3 separate regions of the Mus musculus genome follow, and all the other regions are linked to region 2. Evidence: chromatin contacts called from public Hi-C data. All regions are on one chromosome and are shown on one strand. The core of a region is the stretch at or near the end of the contact, and the rest is flanking DNA. Distances in the headings are between cores, read along the strand shown.

What was found. Hi-C and Micro-C count contacts between places; a contact is called where the count stands out from the background.
Region 1: a Hi-C map of the N1E-115 cell line shows a contact between it and region 2, with 5 times the contacts expected there. The contact joins two enhancer-like sites. A contact is called at or near these places in 3 of 484 Hi-C or Micro-C datasets (the N1E-115 cell line, immediate neuronal precursor and olfactory sensory neurons) and 3 of 9 other capture datasets (adipose tissue, embryonic stem cells and pancreatic islet).
Region 3: a Hi-C map of the N1E-115 cell line shows a contact between it and region 2, with 8 times the contacts expected there. The contact joins the promoter of Gap43 here to the enhancer-like site in region 2. A contact is called at or near these places in 1 of 39 promoter capture datasets (macrophages), 14 of 484 Hi-C or Micro-C datasets (the N1E-115 cell line, brain, cerebellar granule neurons and 8 more), 2 of 115 datasets of contacts at active chromatin or transcription factors (embryonic forebrain and embryonic stem cells) and 3 of 9 other capture datasets (adipose tissue, liver and pancreatic islet).

The regions. Positions count from the first base shown.
Region 1 is chr16:42,378,089-42,382,970 of GRCm38.p6, forward strand. No RefSeq gene overlaps it. Among named protein-coding and RNA genes, the nearest start is that of Gap43, 40 kb to the left of the region's middle. Within about 2 kb of position 2,328, at least 10 of the 459 cell types and tissues checked have an H3K27ac peak or open chromatin away from gene starts, as enhancers often do. A contact at or near this core is called in the N1E-115 cell line, where this site is marked.
Region 2 is chr16:42,272,396-42,277,198 of GRCm38.p6, forward strand. The region is part of intron 2 of Gap43 (growth associated protein 43); the gene reads right to left. Among named protein-coding and RNA genes, the nearest start is that of Mir6540, 29 kb to the right of the region's middle. Within about 2 kb of position 3,351, at least 50 of the 459 cell types and tissues checked have an H3K27ac peak or open chromatin away from gene starts, as enhancers often do. A contact at or near this core is called in the N1E-115 cell line, brain, cerebral cortex and 3 more, where this site is marked.
Region 3 is chr16:42,339,363-42,343,853 of GRCm38.p6, forward strand. Gap43 (growth associated protein 43) reads right to left here and starts at 1,289. Exons shown (of 3, transcript NM_008083.2): 1 at 1,111-1,289. The coding sequence starts at 1,140.

The DNA.
Region 1 (4,882 bases), core at 1,078-3,577, 100 kb after region 2:
TATCTATTATAAGGTTTATTAGCAAACATTGCCAATTATTTCATCACTTTTCATTGTAGCAACCCTTCTGCCCCATCCCTTACTCAGAATACAGCCAGGATAATGTATTTCATTAAGTTATAAACAATGCTTTTGCCCTTTCATCTGAAACAGTATTCAATGTCTTCTATGAAGCTAATATTTTTAATATAGGCGTGGTGTTGAGAGTTAACCTGATATTTCTCCAGGTACCCAGGCAGGTGACAAATTTCCATCAGGTATAATACATGAGAAGTGGATTACTCCGTATGTGCTACATCAAGTGGCACTCAATATCAGGCTGTGGTATAACTGGCGACATTAATTCTGGTCACTTAGTTGAGGCACTATGTGTCCAGTTGGTCCACTGTGAAGTTATTATTCTCCCCTTCATATTAACATGAGAAATTTTCTCATTAAATTTCCACCAGCCATGAAAACATTTCCATAATGATTCTTTCCCAATTGTTACAACTATTTAACAATTTTTCTAATTTTGGCCTTTTTTCCATATAGTAACTTGGAGGCATTAGTCAACTATTTTACGTTTTTCTATGAATCCATTGGTGCTTTATTCAGTAAGTTATAGCAAAGCACTGTATACTTCTGCCATAAGGTTCTCCACGCTTAGTAAGGGAGCCCTTTTGTGTTGAGCACTGTGACTTTTGTCCAGGTCTTGGTTACTTTATCAGCCACTTTGAATCACAGCAATATGTTTTAAACTCACCTTGTATCTTCTCTGCATCAGCTCTGGAATAAGCTTTGGTCCTTTCCCATGAGACACGGTACTTAAAATATAGCTAACAATTATAGCTTAAACTACAAATTTTAAGAGCTCCTCAGTGCTTTTTCTGTTATGGCTAGGGGTTGGCTGGGCAAATCTAATGGTTAAAAGGCATTATAGTCTAAATCTTAAGACAAATATAAAATGCAGCAACATTTCTTCTATGTTAAATTCTAACATACACCAAACTCTTAATGGTGGCCTCTTGTAGGATAGAAGGAAAGTAAAAAATTCTACATTAATTGCTCACACTGACTATAAGGCAGCCGCCAGTTCAGAAAATCATCAAAATGTAAAAATATTCTTTTTGAAAATCAAGAAAATAAGCAATTTGCCTCAAAGCTTGCATCATTACAACTTCATGCAGAATCATTCAAGTGATTTAAGGAGAATGTTGAATAATATCACAAACAAATTTGTTATATTTATTCTCCTATTATCTAAACTATATCTTTTTTCTTTTCCCAGGCTGTGGTGAAAATTAACAAGAGATATTGAATAGAAGCCTGTATTTTAATTTTCCTTCTTACTTAGCAGTGTTGGAAATTGAACATATGCATGCTAGGTAAGTAATTTACCTCTGGAGCTGCTGTAATCATGGAAGGTGAAGGATGTTTTTATCTCAACCCTTATTTTAATTTTTGTACATATATGAATATCTATATTTTGCAGATAGGTAAAAAGAAATCGCCACTGGTATTTTTATTCCTCAGTGGTTGAGTTTGAAGAGGATCTGTTAGTACTGGGAGCAGGCTGCCTCTCCTTGTATTTTCTCATGTGTGTACATTTTAGAAGGTATAACATATTTCCCTCAGTCTGAAAACCTAAAGATCTTAAATACAAGAATATTTTACCCAGGACTATGACATACAGATAACATTTTGACGATATCATGGTTTAAATTCATGCCCAGCTCTACCTCTAATAGCCTGGAACACGCCTTGCCTCTGCCACTTCTCTGTTTGCACTCTTAGGAGTTTAATTGACCTTACCAGTCCTGCCTTCTCATATGTGAAAGAAAGGTAATGTCCCAAAGGATGACCTGCAACAAAAGGTCATTGTAAAGATGGGATGAGAGAATTCTTGGAGAATGCATAGACCAATGACTGATATTCAATAGTGTCAGCTAATGAAAAGTTGTCTAAAGGTTGAAGAGACTGCCATTTCTGTATCTCAAATGGATATTTTTCCTTTGCATGAACAAACACATGTGATTCAACAGGATATCTTTCTAAAACTGTAGAATGAGAGTTTTATTAGGAAGTTTAACCTAATAACTCCTCATACATCAGAGTTTATTAGGAAGTTACCCTAGGTGTTCGAGGGTCCTACCAATACTGGTTGCCAGCTCTCCAAACTTATCTTTTGCTCTGGTATCTTCCACCCTCACATCTCTAGGAAAGCCTGGGATCCTAAGAGCCCTCCCCTCAGAAAACAGATTCAACATTTTTTGAGTACTAGATAAATAGAAAGGGGAGAATGAGCACACACCCAGCAGTGTTGGCTCAGGCCTTCCGTGGGTTACACAGGCTTGCAGTGACTTTTTCTCAGGCTTACTATTGCTAGTCCTAGGAGCACGTAAGCTAAGACAAAACAGCATAGATGACTAACATTTTAAAGAATGCAGGAGATATCCCTCATCTTCTCTGATCAAGATTTCCCCATTTCCCTTTTAATTCTTTAATTGGTCTTTCTTCTAAGAGGGATTTGCTTCTTTGTTTGGCAGGCTTCAGCTGACATCTGTATTGTTTCTGCAAGGCTGGGCCAGAAGGTTTGCCTCTTAAAGGAGTTCTAGGGGATTCCCTGCCACTTTCTAGGCTTTTTTTAATGCTATCGAGGGTCTAGTGAACTGAGGAGGGATGATGCCTGAGTGTGCAGAGACAGGAGAGACACTGGGACTCCCTCCTTTATTTCAGAGCAATTACATCACTCACTCTGGCCAGCCTCCCAGAATGATGTGCGAGGCTGTGGATGAAGCAATAGGTACCAGAGCACTGTCACAGGTCCCCTGCCATCTGCACAGCTCACCTCCTGTAAAGTTTCAGCAGCCATACGACTAACTCTTGGGAGCATCTCCCACATTTTTCTTGCTAAATTGGTTAGTCCAAAGGTGTTTACCTAAGCTGGAAAAGAATTTTCTGGAAAATAATAAGCATATAGGAAGAGGTGGGAACACAGCTCGGAACATCATTCCCCAGGGGCTCCACTACAATGTGATTTAAACAAAGAGCATAAGAACAAAAATGTGGTTATATGATCATCATAAGAAGCAATTTATAACAATTACCTCTTCGGGGAGAACTATTTCCATCTTGCCCCGAGGAAGCCTCAGGTGTTTGTTTCAGTGGGTAAAACCCACCAACACTAAAAAAATCTTTTTAAAAGCAGGTCACCAACTGAGTTTAGTTTTACACTTTACTGCTCAGGCATCTCTGCTCCATTGGTGCCCTGCTACTGCTCCTATACCCCCCAGCTCTGTCAACCACGGCTCAAAAGACTCAGAAGTGCTTCACATCCCCATTTCTCTCTAGAAGCTTAATGCTTTTACAGACTAGACACATGGCTGCCTTAGTCTTTCTGGCTGCTTGTTTACTGCCTAGGATTGCTTATCTATCTGACTTCTGCTATCGGCCTATATACCCTCTGCCTTGGGGTTTCCATGGCTGTTCCAGCTCTGTGATTTTCATCCTTGAGTTCAGTGGTTTGCCAATGATCTAATTCAGCCGACTGACTGTCTGCCTCTGGCTTCTTAATTAGCTCCCAAGGGGCTTTTCTTAAAAGTCCTTCTGGATCATTTTGAAAGGGGCATTTCTGATGCAGAAAAGCTTCTTTCCCATCAGGAGGTGTAGCTTAAAGCTTGCTTTGCTCATTCTACACACAGGCCACCAAGGCCCTCGAAGATGAAGACATGCTACAAAGGAGATCAAGGCAGAAATAATTTCTCTTTATGCCTTTGTTTACTCAAAGGTATTATATGACCACCTATTATACTTAAAACTGGCAGGGCTACAGTGACAAATATATTTCCATTCCTATCTTGGAGGTCTTACAGTCCAGAGCAATATATCTTAAATTTCATTGTGCATAAAAATTACCCAGGGAGCTTATTAAAGTCCAGATATAAATGTTCTGTAAATCAGTGGTTCCATAGTATAGAATACATCCTGAGCCTTGGTAATTTTTGATAAATACCTTAGAAAAGTGAAGTAAGAGACCATGTAGGTACTTTGAGAAACAGATTCAAGTTTATATCATGAGCTCTGTTAGACACAGAACACTGGAAATCAGTTGGAAAAGCATAGATGCCTGATTATTCTAGATGTTTAATAATTCTAAAGAATAAGTGGAGGTCATGCTCCACCTGTATTGCTCCACTTACTTTGTATGCCTTTCTTCCCCTAGCTTTTATGATAGGGGTAATCAATATGTGTCTTTATTTTAGTGATGGAGAAGATTAAAAACTATAACTTGCTCAGTGATGGATTGTGTCCATTGTGTCGGCACGCAGTCTTGTTTATGGAATATTAACTTAACTAATTGATGGGAAAAAAACCCATTCCACTCTGGGTGGCATCATTCTCTAGGTGAAAGGATTTCTTGGGCAGCATGAGCGTAGAGAAATTGATCTGAGTGCAGGCAGTCAATCAGGTGAGAATCTATGTGTTACTTTCTCTCTCTGCTCTTGATTTTGGATAGGATATGGCTAGCTGCTTCAAGTTTCAGCCTTGACTTTCTCAAAATGATGAACTATAGCCTGAAATTTTGAGCTAAAAGTAACCACTTTCTCCTGGAGAGAGAGAGAGAGAGAGAGAGAGAGAGAGAGAGAGAGAGAGAGAGAGAGAGAGAGAATGAGAGAGAGAGACCCACTATCATTAGATCTGCCATGTATCAAGCAACAAACTGCCTTCACAATATTTCAAATATTCTTTTCCAGTTCAGAGAAGAGATGTCTCCGAGCCTCTGTATGCACTGATTGCCTAGTGATGCAAGAATATGAAACATGATGAAGGTCAGAGGTGCGTCAAGCCGTGGGCAAGGCATGAGAAGCTGAAATGTCTAGATTTCCAGATGGTGCTGTTA
Region 2 (4,803 bases), core at 2,101-4,600:
TATTGCAAATAAATCATTAAATCTATAATATGATACAGCTTTAAGTGTAGTTCAATCTTATAATAGATGTCTACACCATCCCATGAGCTCAGAAAACATTATGGAGAAGTGGGTAGAAAGTGTGTAAAAGCTGGAATATAGGAGTGTCATGAAACGCTTCCATATACACAGTCATTGCAGTCATGAACAGATAGGAGCAGTGAATAACTGGTCAAGACCGTGTATTTCAGCCTCCATCATGGATAGAAGAGGTACCTGTGAGTCCATGTCCTTGGCAGCTAAATCTTGCTCTATCTTCTTAGGACTCTGCCTTCTGTGTACCATGAAGAAACTCCCCCATCACATGCTGTCATTCTCATAATGTTTTGCCTAGGCCCCTGGGGCCAAGGAGCTATGGATTGACACCCCTGAAACAATAGCCTTTCCTCTCTGTGGATGTTTTTATTACATGTTTTGATTACAGCCATGTAAGAGTAACCAACACAGTTGGTCATCAAAGGCAAACATTGGACGGAAAGTAAGAAATCAAAGAACCAAACTTTGAGGTGACACTAAGTTTAGAAGTAAGAAGAAAGAAAATGATTGAATCCAGGGTTAAGGGATAAGACTAGGTAACGTACTATGTGCCTGTGAGTTTTGTTAGCATTGGCACAAAGCAGAGACTTCTGAGAGGAGGGAACCTCAATTGAAGAAATAGCTCTAGCCATATCTGTACAGTATTTTCTTGAGTGTTGCTTGATGCAGGAGGACCCAGCATGGCCAGTTCCACCCCTGGGCAGACAGGAGATATAAGGAAGGTATGAGAAAGGTACCCAGATGTGAGCCTAGGAGAAAGCCATGCTCCTTTATGGTCTCGGCTTCAGTTCCTGCCTCCAAGTCTCTGATTCCCCCAATTTTGGACCCAATGATGAACTGCAGTTTGTAAGATGAACTAAACCTTCTCATTCTCTAAGTGACTTTTAGTCATTCTATCACAGCAGCAGAAAGGAAACTAAGACATAATCAAAGACCAGTGGTGAAAGTATTTCCAAGTACAGTAGGAACTGACAGGTTAACCATCAAATGCTAGGCAAAGCTGAAAACTCCAAACTGACTATTGCATTTCCCACTATGGAAGAAATCTGTGATTTTGGACAAGATTCTTTAAAAAAAAATTATTCATTTTATGTATATGAGTATGCCATCACTGCCTTCAGATATACCAGAAGAGGGCACCAGGTCCCATTACCATGGGGCTACTATGTGGTTGCCGGGAATTGAACTCAGGACCTCTGAAAGAGCAGTCAGTGCTCTTAACCACTGAGCCATCTCTCCAGCCCTTGGACAAAATTCTTTAAATTGAAGCTGGGAAGATGGATATGGTCATTAGGAATTAAAAGAAAGAGGGAGGGAGAGATGGAGGGACGGAGGGAGGGAGGGAGGGGGAGAGGGGGAGAGGGAGGGGGAGGGATGGGGGAGGGGGAGGGACAGAGGGAGGGGGAGGGACAGAGGGAGGGGGAGGGGGAGGGACAGAGGGAGGGGGAGGGGGAGGGACAGAGGGAGGGGGAGGGACAGGGGGAAGGACAGGGACAGGGACAGGGACAGGGACAGGGACAGGGACAGGGAGAAATAAGGAAATTGGTGTCTGAGTATAGGCAACCCTTTTGAGAAAGAAATACTCAAGAGCCAGAGAGCACAAGTCTGAATCTGGAACCTGTCACTTCCTAAATGTGGCGCCTTCATCACCTCATGTAACCTTTCTACACCTCAGCCTCCTCAGCTACAAACACCCCCTGGTAGGGTTGTTTGGTGTGTGAGGCACATAGATGGCTAAGCAGTAAATGCACCTATCACTTTATCCTGGAAAAGATGACTCGGTTATCAAATTCTATTCCAAGTCCTAGAGTCCAAATTCACAAATAGTATTATTTGAGCAATTTTGTGAGGATCCAGCCAAGGCTGGTCTGGTCTCGTAGCACATTGTGACAGCCGCAGATTGAGTCCCTGCAAAGGCGGGCCACGTTCCATTCTTCTGCTTAATGTAATACTCAGGTGTTTCAAAGCAGTCTCATGATTCTGAATAGTTAATGACTCCCTCAAACTTCTTTATTTTTGGAGGACCCCAAAAGATTTCTTTTGTGATTACGCTGAATTTCGGTGGTGGTGTGTGAAAAGGACTATTGAAAATGTTAAGGCAGACATTTCTGTGCTACAAAGCCAGATGATCTTACATTCTGTCAAACGGAAGTCTTTATCAACTAATACTTCAGCATTACACTAAAAACTGATATCTGTATAATGCTCCTGACACATTTTATGACTGCAATTACTCTATTTCTAATGTTGCATATGTTTTATTATATCTAAACCTCCCCCAATTGGAAATCCAATAATAACATAGATAGCAATTATTAATCAAACATTAGGGTAACCATTTCCTTAATCACATTAGACTATAGAGCTCAGTTGGTCCCTTTTATTCTAATCTGACTTTATTTTATAGGAAAATAAAAGTATTAATGTGAGGGTTATAGAGAGGAGAGAGACTGAGACTCTGATCCATCCACACACATGAAGTTTTGTTGCTCCCTTCTGTATCTATAAAAGTAAATAATAGCCTAAGCACAGAGTGACTGTGGCTTCAGGAAGTTACTACATATACAGAATTTAGCAATTACTCTAGAACAAAAGCATAAATAATCTATAGTTTTCATCAGTGTTATATTTGCTTGCTCCTTTTAAAAACTGGTTTTCTGGTGTTTTTGTTTGCTTTGTTTTTATTTGTTTGTTTGTTTTGTTTTGAAACTGGATTTCTGGGTAGTCCTGGCTGTCTTGGGACTCTCCCTGTAGACCAGGCTGGCTTTGAACTCAGAGTTCCACTCACCTCTATTTCTGGAGTGCTAAGATTAACGGTATTCTCTACTAAGTCCTTTGCTCTTCCAATGACTTTTCGTAAGGACCTAATAGATGATTGTCAGACCAAGGACTGACAAATTCGAAGTGATCAGATACGAATTAGGTTGTTTTCACATTTTAATTAAGACTTGGGATAGATAGCATTGGGAACAGAGTCACAATTGTTATTGTGAAGAATCCTCAATAAATTATGGGACTTCAATAGACAAATGGAGCAAGTACTATATTCTTGTAGATTTACTACAGGAGGATGACGGTTGGTATGTAGCTGAAAGGGCAGTCTACACCCTCCGCCCTCAGCTGCCTGCCACATCAGTACAGCCCCAGGAGGCTTCAGAAGATGTGCTCAGGTCTCTTGAGTGGCTGCATCTCCCCCCACCCCCCAGAAGCGACAGGGGACAAATGGCTGCTGGCTCGCTACACAGTTCCACTTCACTCTGCTCCCACCCTCTTGCCAGCCCACCAGGCACGTGCCAACAATGAGCTGCCTGCTTCACTGGGATCCTCGGCTCCATTAATAAGCCCTGGAAGGCTGATAATTGGAGATTTGCGGAGCCTGCCGTCTTTCAATGAGGCGGGTTGTTATGGAAACCGCAGGCAGAGCATCATGTACATATTATTGATCCTTTAAAATAATAATAAAAAAGGACCATTAGAATGTAATGTCCCTTTTTCTTACCTCACTTGGCTCCCATCGTTTTCTTTGAGAAGTTTGTCATCAATTTGCACACGTGACAATTCACAGCTCATCTCTCTCTTTATCTCTTAGCACCCGCCCCACCCCTTTCTTAATTACAGAGAATCTTTCACCTCTAGCAGGAGAAAAAAAGTCAGCTGAGCAGAAAACCAAAGGAACACCAAAGAGAACACTCTCAATCTAATTTAACACCAAGGCATTAACTCGATAATTTGAGACAAGAGAAATCAGTCATGAGTATCAATGCACATTTCCTCGCCATTAAAAATAATAATAATAAATCGAACAGAGCTTAGAAATGACTTCGGAGCCCCACCCTAGTTTATTCTGGTGGCAAGATGTTCACCACCCACGATGAAGCACACACGGTGCTCTGGAAAGGAGCCCCCAGCGCTCAAGCCAAGGAAAAAGCCGGACTATTTTTCTGAACTACTTTTAAAATTTAGCTTTACACTCTTGCAGAAAAAAATCCAATTACTCCTTTTACTTAAGGAATACAGACATAATGCCGAAGTGTACCTGACTGGGAGGCCTGTGATCAGCATTAAATGAATGTGCCTGAAGGCTGCTTTGGACTTCAGTGTCACCCAAATTCCTTGCGTTGAAAAGGCCTGGGCGCCATTGTTTCTTGGTGAACTTCCCATTTTTCCCCAGCAGAGGGCAACAGAGTAATACTGTTCCCGACCTTGAGGTCTGCGGACCAGCCACGAATCCAAAGCAAAGCACACAATTGGTTCAGGAACGATTTGCTGTGGCAAGGTCCTACTTTGAAGCCTTTCTGAAGTTAATTGTATTTTTAAGTCCTTTTAAAGGTAACCAAAATCTAAGTCTAGAAATATTGTTTACCAAAGTCATGAAGTCATGGGAGTGGATGAACTAAAATTAATGTTACATTGTGAAATGGATTTCGAGAGCAGGTAATGCTTTGCAGTGGCCTTATCTCTATAGGATAAGGTCTTATCTTATATCTAAGACCTTTGAATCCATAAAATACTATGACATCAGTTGTCATACTATTTTAATGTAGCAAAAGCATCTGCCATTGTTTAGTTTAAAGCCCCAATCACTTCAGGTCTGAACATTTTAAGGTCTAACACAGTCACCTTCCCCTCCCTGGTGCTATAGCAATGTTGCCTAATTAAGTTCACTTCCTTCATTCAGATACCTGCCACCCTGGTGACATCTGAACTTACTCTCTGCAATTAGACTGT
Region 3 (4,491 bases), core at 39-2,538, 65 kb after region 2:
AACATGCTCCTAGGGGTGTTTGAAGGCTACATTTGGAGAGCGTTCCTGTGCTGTGGATGACTGCAGGATCCCAAGCACCCTCACCTCAATTAAGTTTCTAAAACGTCTTTCACGAAATAAGTGAGCAATTTGAAATAAAATGGAAAAAAATAATCTAGGCGGTGGGGGAGGGGAGGTGGGGGATTGGGATTCTAGCTCCTCTTGGACAGTCCCTCATCCTGAGGACCACGAGTCACCCTCCTCCAGGATATTAACACACCTCAGGTCACTGCTAATGCCAGCAAAGACTCACAGGAAGAGGGGAAAGAGAAAAGCCCCGGTTTCCAACAGGTAATACGGGCTCGGCTCCCCTTTCCCATCCCATCTCAGCTCAAAGCTCCTAGGGGCGTGGTCCATCCTCTTCCCGGACCAGCTGGCACACAATCCGTTCCTGATCTCAGGAAGGGGGTTTTCCCCCTCGGCATAGGCAGTTCTCCCCCAACCCTTGTTGTCTTTAGGCTCTCTTTAAAAAATAAAAAATCTCCTAAATCAGTTTCATTCATTCGTTAAATAAATAAATAAAACCTTCACATGTTTTCCCACATACACCTGCGCCCCTTTGAAGCTCACGCGAGCACGAAATCAGGTATCTTCCGCGGCACATGTGAGAAAATTTGAATCACGGAACAGGCAATGTTGAAATGTGACTATAATTCCCCCAGACCTAATTTTCCACAAATAATATCAAGATTAGCTTTTTTGATCTCGTAGATAGAGCCCACATCGTCCCCACACCCCTTTCTGCATCCACACCCTCAAAACCAGAGACCTAGCGGCTGAGCACTTACTAATAGGCGAGGGGAATCATATTTCTAGCCAAGCCGGCATATTTCTCTCCCCTTACCCTAATTAGTAGCAGCATTCCAAAAACCAGATCATGAAAGGCAGAAAAGAATAACGCCGGGATGCAAGCATCAGTTACCGTATGCTAAGGAAGCCAGAGCATCATGCCAGGGCAGAAGCAGTTTTTTTTTAAAAAAAAAAATTTTTTTTTCTGCCTTTCACGAGGAAACCCTGTACTCTGATAATTTCACAACAGCAAAGAAGTAAAAAAGAAATCTTTAGCTCTACCTGTTTGGTTCTTCTCATACAGCACAGCATGGTGGTATCTTCCCCTGCCTTCTTCCTGCCTTCTCTCCTTTCCTCCTCTCTTCCTTATTCCCCCCCTCTCCACCTCTTTTCTGCTCGCTTGCTCACTCGCTCTCTCGCGCTAGCGCGCTCTCCCTCCCTCCCTCCCTCTCCCTCCCTCTCCCTCTCTCTCTCTCTCTCCCTCACACACACCAGGGCAGTTAGCAGCAACTGTAAGGTCCACAGCTATTGCTCACCGCACACGCACATTCTCTCTCTCTCTCTCTCTCTCTCTCTCTCTCTCTCTCTCTCTCTCTCTCTCTCTCTCTCTCTCTCTCTCTCTCCCTCTCTCCCCCTCTCTCTCCCTCTCGTCCCTTCCTCCTCTTTCCTTCCTCTCTCCTTTTCCTTCCTTCCTTCTCCTCTTTCCTCCACTCCCCACCCAATCTTTTTCTTCCTTCTCCCTGGGTCCCTTTCTCAGAATTGTTTGCTAGCTTCCAGTGACTAATCACTTCCCGTAGCCCCTACCCCCATTTCTAGACAGTCACCCCCTCCCAGTCCCCTGCCAGCCTCATGAATATTTAAACACCTCCAATCTGGACCCAATTACCCACTGACTTTCCGCACTGCATTGGGAGGGCTATGGGGTGGGGGTAGAAAGGATATTCCAGAGAGTTGGAGAGATTGGATGGAACATGTTTTAGGGAAGTGGGGCCCGAGGAATGCTCCTGTTTCTTTTCTAACTCTCCTCTTTCCCAGTACCACAAGAAGGAAAATGCAAAGAGGACCTAGAGGTGCACATAAGTTACAGCTGCCATTAGATTTTACGCGCAGTTGATAATCATGGAGGTTCAGTTTTCTCAACACTAACTGATTTTATTTATATAACCTAACTGCACACATATGATACTCTTAGCTATGCACAAATATATCACCTACAAATGTGTCAGTACGCTACACACACACACACACACACACACAGCAGTCAAGCATTCTGAGCACTTGAATGTGGAATAAACTATGGTCTAGGAATTAGACTCCATATCTAAAACTACATAGTGGGTTATTTGCTTATGCACACAAGCTTCTTTGACAGTTGTGATTCTTTCTAATTAGCTTAGTGTCTGTGAATGACAGATTTCTGTAACACTAACATTTAATGTCTTACATTCTGAGAGCAATGGACACAGGTAAACTCTGTCTTGAGGAAAGATGCATACCATGAAGTCCACCTCAGTTCCTTCTAGTGCCTCTGCTATTCTGGGGGGAGGGGGGCGATATGACTTGTAAATCTGTATTGTGCAAAGTTTAGACATTTGGTATTGTGTGGCCTTGGAGAGCCCTTTACATCTATAAAGTGGCTATAATAATGTCAGTCATGCCAACACATTTTAGGACGGGAGGCAATGTGCACAGGACACTCTGGAGCCACTCTTGACATAGGTAGTTTTACAGACAACTTTTCTGAAATGTTGGTAACATTTCTAAGTGACTACGTCAAAGAACTTTCCAGATGATTTCTTATTGTTCATTACTGATGACAAGTATCTAATTAAATAGCTCATGTTGTTCTTTATCCCTCCTAGACATGAACTTTTTTTAACAGACAACGGGCAGACAACGTGCTATCATGTTTATTTTGGAACTGCTGAGAGCCTACTTAATAGATTAAGGGGCACGCCTTTTAAAAGATGGCCAGAGTCAGTGATGGTGATACTAGGGATGATGGTTAGAAATTAACACTAGGGCGTCTCTCTGAGAGTGACCCAATTTACAACGCGAAGCCATTTGTTGCCCCCCCCCCTCCTTGTGTTCCTTGGTTTTCATACTTTATGATTTTCTTTAAAAAAAATACCTACATTCTGGGTTTAATAGTCTCTTAACTTTGCAATAATCCCTGTCAGAGCTGAGTCTTCAAAACCAGCTTCCATGGACATAAGTGACAGAAGAGGGCAGAGAATGGATGAGAAGTGACTCCTAATGGAAACATTGAAGCTAGGGATTAGAATCAGTCTTCTAGTGCTAGAAAGGACCAAAGGGAGGAAGCCCGGCCTGCCTGCAGAGCTGTGAGTGTCGGAGAAGAAATAACTTCTTTTACCTTTTACCACTAAAATGGGGTTTATTGCTCAAGCCATAAGATCATTGTCTTTCCCTTCTCTGTCCTCCGCTACCTCAGAATCTCTCCTAGCTTTCCTTGCTGTTTTGTTTATGGGAAGGAACTTGAAAAACAATGTGGCAGACTACAGTCAGAAAAAGGAGGAATGGAATCAGCCCTGGGTAAGGATTGAACTGCACAATGGAATGTTACACCACAATTGTAGCGCTGGCTTCCTCCTCAGCTTCTGTGAGTTCTTTGTCTGGTGGTCAGTGCCATGGGTACAGCCTGGACCTCATTTTGATGGGATTCCAAGACTGGGGATTTTTGACTTGCTCATCCAGCTAATAGGAGATAAACCTAAGACTTCAAAGCCTTTCAAACAACCAAGCTATATTACCACTCAATAGGTGTATGTACCTCGTTGTTCCTGGTTCTTAGTGAACAACCTAGGGAGACTTGGTGTTAAAATGAGCATCCATCAAGCTCAAACTGTTAGATCCACCCATGAAGAACCATCTTCCAAAATCATAAAGCACCATGTTCTTCAGAAAACACACAGAGCAAGCTAATACATTCACCCCAGACAGCAACCTGTAAATTTCTAACCAAATGCCAGCTCCTTGACTACTCTATTGAATTGGTGTGCAGAATCCTTATTGTTTTAAATGCCTTTCTCTGGACAAGATTGCTAATGAGCCTCTAAAATTTACTTCCCAAGGAGGAAACTCAGGATTGGAAACTAAGTTTGAAAACTATGGAACCAAATCCAAGACCTTTCTCCCCAAACTAAACAATGAAAGTTGTGGGCTGACAAAAGAATGGGGAAGAAACACACACACACACACACACACACACACACACACACACAAAGACATACACAGATACACACACACACACACACACACACACACACACACACCCCTTGATTTGATTTTAAACAAACCAAAATAGTAACAACCAAAACCAAACCAAAACAAACCAAAACATACATGTGTGCACACATAAGAAGAAAATGACCTAGCTAGGGTTACCTTCATTCTTCTCTAACTAACTACTCTATTTTTTTATTCCCATATCACCAGTATGAGTCTATGTATGGCTTTGAACGTCGTGGCTGAAAATGGTAAGTTTTAGCCTAAGAAGTTAATTAATAAAATTATCACTCAGTTTCCTGAGTCTGGAAGTAGAGGGGGTTTGAGAAAGTAGATTCCAGTTCCACTCTCAGATTTCTTTGCTCTTTGCCTTAAAATTATTCTCTATTCATAATAAGCCAAGTAGTTCTTTGGCAT